Linked DNA regions of Mus musculus: regions 1 and 3 are each linked to region 2. A link is a contact called in public Hi-C data. All regions are on one chromosome and are shown on one strand. The core of a region is the stretch at or near the end of the contact, and the rest is flanking DNA. Distances in the headings are between cores, read along the strand shown.

Region 1 (2,700 bases), core at 156-2,655, 380 kb after region 2:
TTGTATATGTAAACATATCAAACTGAAGGCATGGTGCTGTAGTTCGCCTTTCCTACTTATTTCTATGGAGGTCTTTGGCAATAGTCTATCTGTGGTCACCTAATTGTAGCTACACCAGGATTCGGGTGCTGGTGGGGTGTGGAGGTCAGAGATGGCTCAGGTGGACAGAGCTAAGGACCTTCTCCACCTCTCTCTCCGTGGCATCTCCAGCCTGTACTTTATGAAACCCAACCATATGCCCATAACTGTGAGCCAGTGGGGGTTCCCTGTTTCTGGGTCCTATGGAATAGTAACAGATTACAAAGGACTTCTGCTCCTGATGGCAATTGGGGTTCCATCTGCACAAGATGGCGGCTGGATCCTGCTGTGCCTGAACAGTGAGTTTCCTTTCAGAGAAGAACGAAGGGCACCTTTAACCTTGACACAGATAACAACATGTGTCTTGGTTCTGAAACACTGAAAATGACTGCTCTTATAAAGACAAAAAAAATGCCAACCAAAACGAAGGTTATCTTTATTGTAAACAATAACCCTGCCGCTTGAAACCTTTATTTAGACTGAAGGTATAATCTTCAGTTTATGTGGGTTGTTTTATAACTTGACTACTTTAATAAACTGATTTGGGAAAGCTTTTAAGCAGATCTTTGTAACAAAGATCATTAAAATAAAGACAAATAAGGACAAACAATAAGAGGTCCATAATGGGTGGAATAAGAGAAGGCCTTTCTCAAAAGCCCTAAGTAGGTTATTGGCAACTATGGAGGAAAGGGGAATCATATAAAAGCTATTAAAATGTGTGGCAGCAAGCTGCTGCTCTCTGCTGTTAAATACCTGAATGCAGCTATTGTCTGATGCACTGCAGCAGATAACAAATCTAAGTGGATGATTTTTTTTTTTAAATAATGTGGATAACTTTAACAGTTGATTTTTTTTTTAAAGGCATGATTTTTCCCCCATGTGGTTGCAACTTACAGTGACTATTTCAGTACAAACAGATAGCCTACATTTCCCTCATAGATTTATACCCCACTAGGGAAAAGTGGGAAAGGCAACTCATTTTTAAAAATAAAACAATGGGAAAGAAACTCACAAATTGTAAACACATGCAGGAGGGCTCTGTAAGACTAGGCTCTTCAGTTAATGGGGTGATGAATTTGGGATAAACTGTCTCACAGATTTAGATAGCCCCAAAGCTCACATGCATCTCTACTAGCCCTACAAAACCAATGAAACTGAAGGCCAGCGGGTTGGGCAAGTCCCAAACAAGTCCCTGAACATACGTTGCAATCCTGAATCCACTTGGTGACTTCATCATCAGCGATATCCTTGTTAGTGGCTGCCTTCAACAGTACACTGGTCTGTTCCTCTTGTCTCTGGATGGCAGAGGCACACTGCTTTGAGTAGTCCTTGTATCTCTGCCAGAGCTGAAGGAGGGCCTTGCTGGAGTGCAGCTGTTCAGCGATCTCTTCCAGTAAGTTATTCCATCTGCAAGCAACAGCGAGCACTTAGGGCAGACTCATATCTCTTACCAAAGGCTATCACTTACTATTTTATTTGTCTTCATCATGGTTCATGTGAACATGGGCATAGCAAAACAATGACTCATGTCTATTTAACATAATAAAGGCTAATGTGTCACATTCATATTCCAAGGGGATGAAAACTATCCTTGGGACTATGGAAGTCCTGATCCTTCCTAAATGTCTTCTTTGTGGTTATTTTTCATTAAATTCGGTTTATAAAAAGAAAAACAACCAAAACATTAGTAGAGTAGACTCTTTAGATCTACAGCTGAGAATGCTGTAAGAGTAGCTGGTCCCATACCTCATATTGACTTCTTGCAGAGTACTGGAGAGGGTTTCTGCCACAGGTGGGTGACACTCCTTCAATAGTTGGTTGGTGATAGAGCCAAATTTCTGTAAGCCTCCTTCCTGTTTTTCTAGTTCATCATGAAGATTCTGCTCAAAGAAAGAGAACCACAGGTGACAAACAGGAACTAATGAGCAAGTTTAAAATGGACAGGCATGTGCTACTCCACTGCTGTTAAAAAGATAACTTCTTATAGTTCTGTTCGTGTGACTGCATGAGAGGAGAGTCACAGCAACTGAGCCCCCTTCTGCACATGGACTCTTCTTTAGAAGCCCATGAAGGATGTCCTTGCTTAGGGAAGATGCTGTAGCAGCGGTCCAGGCACTGTCTGCCACACTGTGGCTCTTTTTGCCAAAACAAGGGTGCCAGGTCAGTAGCACGGAGAGTGGTTCTCCCAGTAACTGATGAAGAAGACAGCCAATCTCAGCTTTTCTGAGGACCACTTCTAAGTTCTACCTCATGCAAAGAATTTTCCAGGTCTACATTAAAAAAAAAAAAAAAAACTCACAGAAAGTAACTGTACATATCCATAGGACAATTGAATAAGTGTTCAAAAACATTCATATCTGTTTATATTGTAGGATGGTTAAGTTAATCTAATTAACAGACCATCACCTCACATATTTAATAACTTTTGTCTAGCCCACTTCTCATCCTTCCTAATGCTGAGACCCTTTAATATAGTTCCTTATGTTGTGGTGACCCCCAACCATAAAATTATTTTCATTGCTATTTCATAAGTATAATTTTTGCTACAATTATGAAACTTAATGTAAATATGTGTTTTCTGATGGTCTTACACAACCCTTGTGAAAGGGTTGTTTGACCCTG
Region 2 (2,700 bases), core at 201-2,700:
GCTGGAAAGAGGTCTGATACTTACACAGGGTTGTGGAGAAAAATATGGATCAGGTATGGCACAGAATGAACAAGAGATTCCTCAACAGTTCAGATATCTTCCCTCCTCTTGCTAAAGTGGCCTGTGTCAGAGTCAGTCTTATTATCAGTTGCTAACAGAATGGTTCTTCCTGTGGCAAAGCCCAGTCTTTACAGAGTCACAGACCAGGTCCTGTGGCACCTGGAGGCAGGCACAAAGAGTTCTCGTAGATGTGGAAGTCGAGACTAAACATTCAAAGTTATGCTTCCTTGGTCTTTCCTACAGTCTCTACCAAAATCAAGTTCAAAGGGGGAAAAATCATGTTTCCCTGTTGGCATAACAATAACAAAAACAGTCCTGCTTGATTCTCAGAAGACATAGTGAGGCACTCCAGTGTAACCAGGAACTGTTTACAGATAGATGGTGTCACCTGTAGAGAGGCACGCACATGGCTTACTAGTTAGATGTCACAGTGCGTGAAGGTTGGCCTGATGTGTGGACTTGTGATGATTATCTCTGCAACTTAGGAAAAACAATGTGTTTTTAAAGAACATCTCAACCTTTTTTTCAAGTTCATGTCCCCAGTGTCCCTTTTGCCCTCCAGTTGCACATGTCACAGTTCTGTCACAATTAACTGCTGTTTCTCGCACTGAATGCCTGGGCTCTTGTTGTTGTCCTGATGGGAACATCCTTTCTTAGGGCTTGTGAGCCCAGAGTGCACGTCAGCCATTCAGACTCGATGGCAGTCTGCCGCAGCTTCACCTCCTGCTCAATTCCACTGCACAGTGATGCACAGAGCTCCAGATTCACTCTGGGATCCTATACATGAGGCAGCCAGTCAGTCTGCTGAATGTATTTCACTGGGATTCTGTTCTGTTGTAGTACATGCTCTGTTGTAGTCCTTTAAAGACTGAGAGGTTAGATAGTAAATGTGGCCCGACAAGGGCCCCATGGCCTTCTCAAAGTCCCTATATGCAAGAGAAAACTATATAAAAACAGAGCTTGGTAGGTCACACCTATTTAGCAGGATTTTCTGAACCACTCTCTCTGAGTCTTTAGAAGTTACTAACCATGTGACCCGGATGGATCCCTTCCTTCCTTCTTCATGCCATCCTTCCCTTCAGGTTTAGTTTCCTTGTCTTGCCTCCTATTGCTAAAGTGACCCATGTCAGAGTCAGTCTTATTATCAGTGGCTAACAGAATGGTTCTTCCTGACAGTCACCTGTGTTGGCCTGGGTGGTGGTGTCATCCCTGGTTGGAGGAGTCACAAGAAGACTTAACTGTGACATTCCCCTCTCCTCCAAAGCTCTCGTATGCACTCTGTTACTCTTAGGAAAGAGTTCTGAGAAATGGGCTGTACTCTCCTGGGGCTCATTGAATAAATCCTAGCTGGCTGCAGCTGTTCCTGCTGGTCAGATCCATGGGAGAGAAGCTCACTCACACACATGTGGTGCCAGAAGGCATTTAGGAAACACAGTTGTAACCTCCCATTTTAAAGATAGAACGAGGTTTAGGGAGGTTTGCTTATGTTGTACAGCTGTTATTGGATAGGTTTCTGTCTAGACCTTGACAACTTTGACTAGAACTTGGTCATCCCAGTCCATTGTCCTTCTTGCTGCATCTGGAAGTTGGTCACATTTGCAGCCACAGACTCTCTGATGACATCAGGTTCCCAAATGATTTTTTTTTAAAATGCAAAAATTCCCATTTGCAATTCTGGACATGCTTGTGTGAACTTTTATGTGATGACATATTGATTCTCTCTCCTCGGTGGGATTATAAATAAAACAATTTATAGTTCGCCCTCAAGAGCAGGCAGGAGGCCAGTGATTAAAAGGGGCTGTTTGGGGTCATTGGTGGTGAGTGCCTAAGCTCTCACACAGGACTCTGCCTGTGTGCATTTACCCAGGCACCCAGGCTCTCAGGATTCCATGACCTGCTTCCCGAGGCAGATGCTTCTCGCTGTCTCTTTCATATTCTCTGCCTCTCCTGTTCCCCCTTTCCCTTTACTTCCTATCTCTGTCCACTGCTGGCTTGTCGTCCACAGCTTTCCCCTCAGGGCTGTCAATAGGTGAGTGGATTTCTTAATAATCCAGCACAAACACAAATGTATTCCTCTAACATACATCACAGTGCCTGTGGAGATTAGACTGGAAATCAGACTTTTTAACTCTTTGAAGAGGATGGTGCAGAGTCAAGCTGCCACTCCCCCTCTATTACTTTACCTCCTTAGTGTCCTCTGCACAGCCTGATTCTTGCCTCTTTGGGCTTCTGGACCTTACCATTCATTAGCGCTTATAACAGATTGGTGTGAGTGAGAAAGGGCAGGTGATGAAACTCAAATTGGGTCATTTGGTTACACATTAGTAAGTGACAAAAAGATAAAAAGATATTGAGCAAATGGGATTTTTCAGGGAACTTGAGACCAGGCGACTCTTGTTTCCCATTAGTGTGGAAAATCAACACTTGCTTGTATTTTGGGGTGAAGACATTTTTCTTAAGTGAGTGGAAAAACCTCTTGACATTTCACAAAGAGCCTTACTTTTGAATGGAGAATGCTAATTTGCTTTGTGCATAAAGACTTTTAGAACTCTTACCTGTGAGCATTAATGGCACATCATTTTCTATGTGCTTGTGAGTTAAAGTTTTCCAAACTGGGTATAGCGAGGCATACCTGTTATT
Region 3 (2,700 bases), core at 171-2,670, 410 kb after region 2:
TTTGGTTGTGTTTTCCTGTAATTCTTTAAGGGCTTTTTGTGTTTCTTCTACCTGTTTAGCAGTGTTTGCCTGTAGTTCCTTAAGGACTTCTATCTGTTTAGCAGTGTTCTCCTGTAATTCCCTGAGGGATATTTGTGTTTCCTCTTTAACAGCTTTTACTGGTTTAGCAGTATTCTCCTCTAATTCCTTGAGGAATTTTTGTGCTTCCTCTTTAAAGGCTTCTACCTGTTTAGCAGTGTTCTCCTGTATTTCTTTAAGTGGGTTATTAATACCCTTCTTAAGATCTTCTACCACCATCATGAGATATGATTTTAAATCCGAATCTTGCTTTTCGGGTGTGTTGGGGTATTCAGGACTCGTTGTGGTGGGCGTACTGGGTTCTAATGATGCCCAGTGTTCTTGGTTTCTGTTAGTAAAATTCTTACGTTTGCCTTTTACCATCTGGAAATCTCTGGTCTTAATGTTCAAGCTGTCTCTGGTTAGAGCTTGATCCTCCTTTGATTCTTTTAGCCTCTGTCAGCACTCCTGAGAATCCAACTGTCTCCTGAGTTCCAGTGGTCAGAGCACTCTCTGTAGGCAAGCTCTCCTCTTCCAGGGCAAGTGTCCAGCAGTCTGGAGCTCTGATCCACCTCCTGAGTTCTGGGGTGAGAACTCTTCTTGTAGGCCAACTCTCCTCTGGCAGTGAATGTGTCCAGGGGTCTAGGTTTCAGGTCTGCCTCCTGGCTGAGGATGAAGGCCTGATGGAACCCTGAGCATGGAGAGCACTCTGGAGCCCTTAGAGGCCTCCACTGGGATCAGAAGGAAGATGGCAGGGGTGGCCCTGACAGGAATCAGAGTTGAGGTTTTAATTCCTATTATATGACTGTAAGTTTGTCCCCACCAAAGCTGTAGAAGTCTCCCACAAAACATAGACTGGATAGTAAAGGGTAGGTTGATCGTCATCAACAGTACCATAATTGTTTTGTTGTGCCAGGAATCAAGATCAGTGCCCAAGAGCATTAAGCAACCACTCTACCCATGAGGTATACCAGCAGCCTATGATGCTGTTTTGTTGTTTATTTTGAAATAAAACTCATGTATTCACTCCTGCTCAACTTTCTCTTTAGCTGAGGTAAGTCTTGAACTTGAAATTGCTCCTGCTTCAATCTCCCAAGTAGCTGGGATTACAACACAAGCCTGTGACATCAAGTCCATTTTAGAACCATTATTTTAACCAATCATCAGTTGATGAAATGATCGTATGGCTGGGAAAGACCTACTAAGCCAAATGTGCACTGACAGTCAAGCATGCTTTCAACACAAGCTTACCTCCCGCTCTGGCTTTGGCAGCATTTCCATGACCAAAGAGGCCCCTGTGCAGCCCAAGTGGCAGCTGGAGTCTACTCCCTTAAAACTTTTTCCTAACTGAGCATCTTTTCTGTTATTCTATTGCTCCTTGATCCTAGTCTCCCTTCTGGAATAACTCAGAGCGATCTTTTATTGCTATGGTCAGATTTGAGAGAAAACAGCTGTGAACTTTAAAGCAATGTTTTCATAGCCAAATGATAAGGCTTTAATAAATTATACAACTCTTTAGACAGAAAATCTCTGGGTGAAAAATAGCAAAAAAGTATAGTCCCCTTCCCCCAACAATTTGACAATAATAGCCCACCAGAGAGCCACAGAACAGTAGATTGTTAATCATTTAAAACTCAGTGAGACTGTTTTGTTTTTCTTCTGGGAATTCCCATAGCCTGGGAGGCTGAGTTTGTAGCCTGGTAAGCTTTGCATAGTCATTGCTTAAAATGTATTATGATAGGAATGTGTGAGTGTGTGTGTGTTGAATATATATTTATTTATTCACTAAGGAGTAATGAACCTGAGCTCCATTTGGAAGCACACTGATGAAGCAATCTCTGGGTTCCCAAGCCTGATTGCGTGGTAAAAGTTCTGGTCAAGCCCAGGAAAATCTTGGAGGCCAACAGCAACTACAGGAGAATGTGCTTAAGGGCCAGGAGGTCTGAATGACGCAAGTAACAGACACCAAAACAGAGTGGGCAGCCCTGTATTCCCAGCGTGGAGTGAGGAGTCTATGCCAGGACAGTGACGGGGAGAGAGAGCACCTGGGGCAAGATGGCAAGAGGCCCTAACAAATACACAGGGGGAAACTGAGTTAAGAATGTAGCTAACAATAGGGTCAGTTGGTAGAGCTTTTATGTCTCACATGCACCAAGTCCTGGGGTCTATCCTCAGGACCATATAAACTTAGTTGCATGTACCTTTAATTCCAGATCTCAGAAGGTGAAGGCAGGAGGATTCGAAGTTCAAGGTTACCTTTAGCTATATGAGGCTAGCTTGAGCTACATGAGATCCTGTCTTTTAAAAAGAAAAAGAGAGAGAGAGAGAGAGAGAGAGAGAGAGAGAGAATAAAAGCAATCTGAGTCCCACTAAGGAAAGGCTTTGAGTTTTTCCTTGATTAAAGTTCATATATGGTGAGAGTTGGGTTAATATTTATGGAGAACTAATGAGTAAAATTACTGATTATACTTGTTATAAAAATACCCATTACCATTTTTCTTTACTCTAGATGCTAGGGGATTTGAACAAATGTCAATAGACCACTTAGAAGTGTAATTATACAAGTATAGCGCATAAAACCCAGGCATATTTGGTTGAAATACCGAACCCCTCTATGTAAGGGCCTGAGAATGTGCTATTTCA

What was found. A called contact is a pair of places that touch in the nucleus more often than the background predicts.
Region 1: a contact with region 2 is called in a Hi-C map of uterus, with 3 times the contacts expected there. The contact joins two enhancer-like sites. A contact is called at or near these places in 1 of 15 datasets of contacts at CTCF or cohesin (the NIH/3T3 cell line) and 2 of 484 Hi-C or Micro-C datasets (both in uterus).
Region 3: a contact with region 2 is called in a Hi-C map of uterus, with 6 times the contacts expected there. The contact joins two enhancer-like sites.

Annotation. Positions count from the first base shown.
Region 1 is chr10:5,109,551-5,112,250 of GRCm38.p6, forward strand. Syne1 (spectrin repeat containing, nuclear envelope 1) reads right to left here. Exons shown (of 146, transcript NM_001347711.1): 117 at 1,825-1,958; 118 at 1,281-1,485. Among named protein-coding and RNA genes, the nearest start is that of Gm51757, 220 kb to the right of the region's middle. Within about 2 kb of position 1,406, at least 31 of the 459 cell types and tissues checked have an H3K27ac peak or open chromatin away from gene starts, as enhancers often do. A contact at or near this core is called in uterus, where this site is marked.
Region 2 is chr10:4,731,106-4,733,805 of GRCm38.p6, forward strand. The region is part of intron 2 of Esr1 (estrogen receptor 1 (alpha)); the gene reads left to right. Among named protein-coding and RNA genes, the nearest start is that of Esr1, 22 kb to the left of the region's middle. Within about 2 kb of position 1,451, at least 13 of the 459 cell types and tissues checked have an H3K27ac peak or open chromatin away from gene starts, as enhancers often do. A contact at or near this core is called in uterus, where this site is marked.
Region 3 is chr10:5,138,086-5,140,785 of GRCm38.p6, forward strand. All of the region lies in intron 106 of Syne1 (spectrin repeat containing, nuclear envelope 1), which reads right to left. Among named protein-coding and RNA genes, the nearest start is that of Gm51757, 190 kb to the right of the region's middle. Within about 2 kb of position 1,421, at least 16 of the 459 cell types and tissues checked have an H3K27ac peak or open chromatin away from gene starts, as enhancers often do. A contact at or near this core is called in uterus, where this site is marked.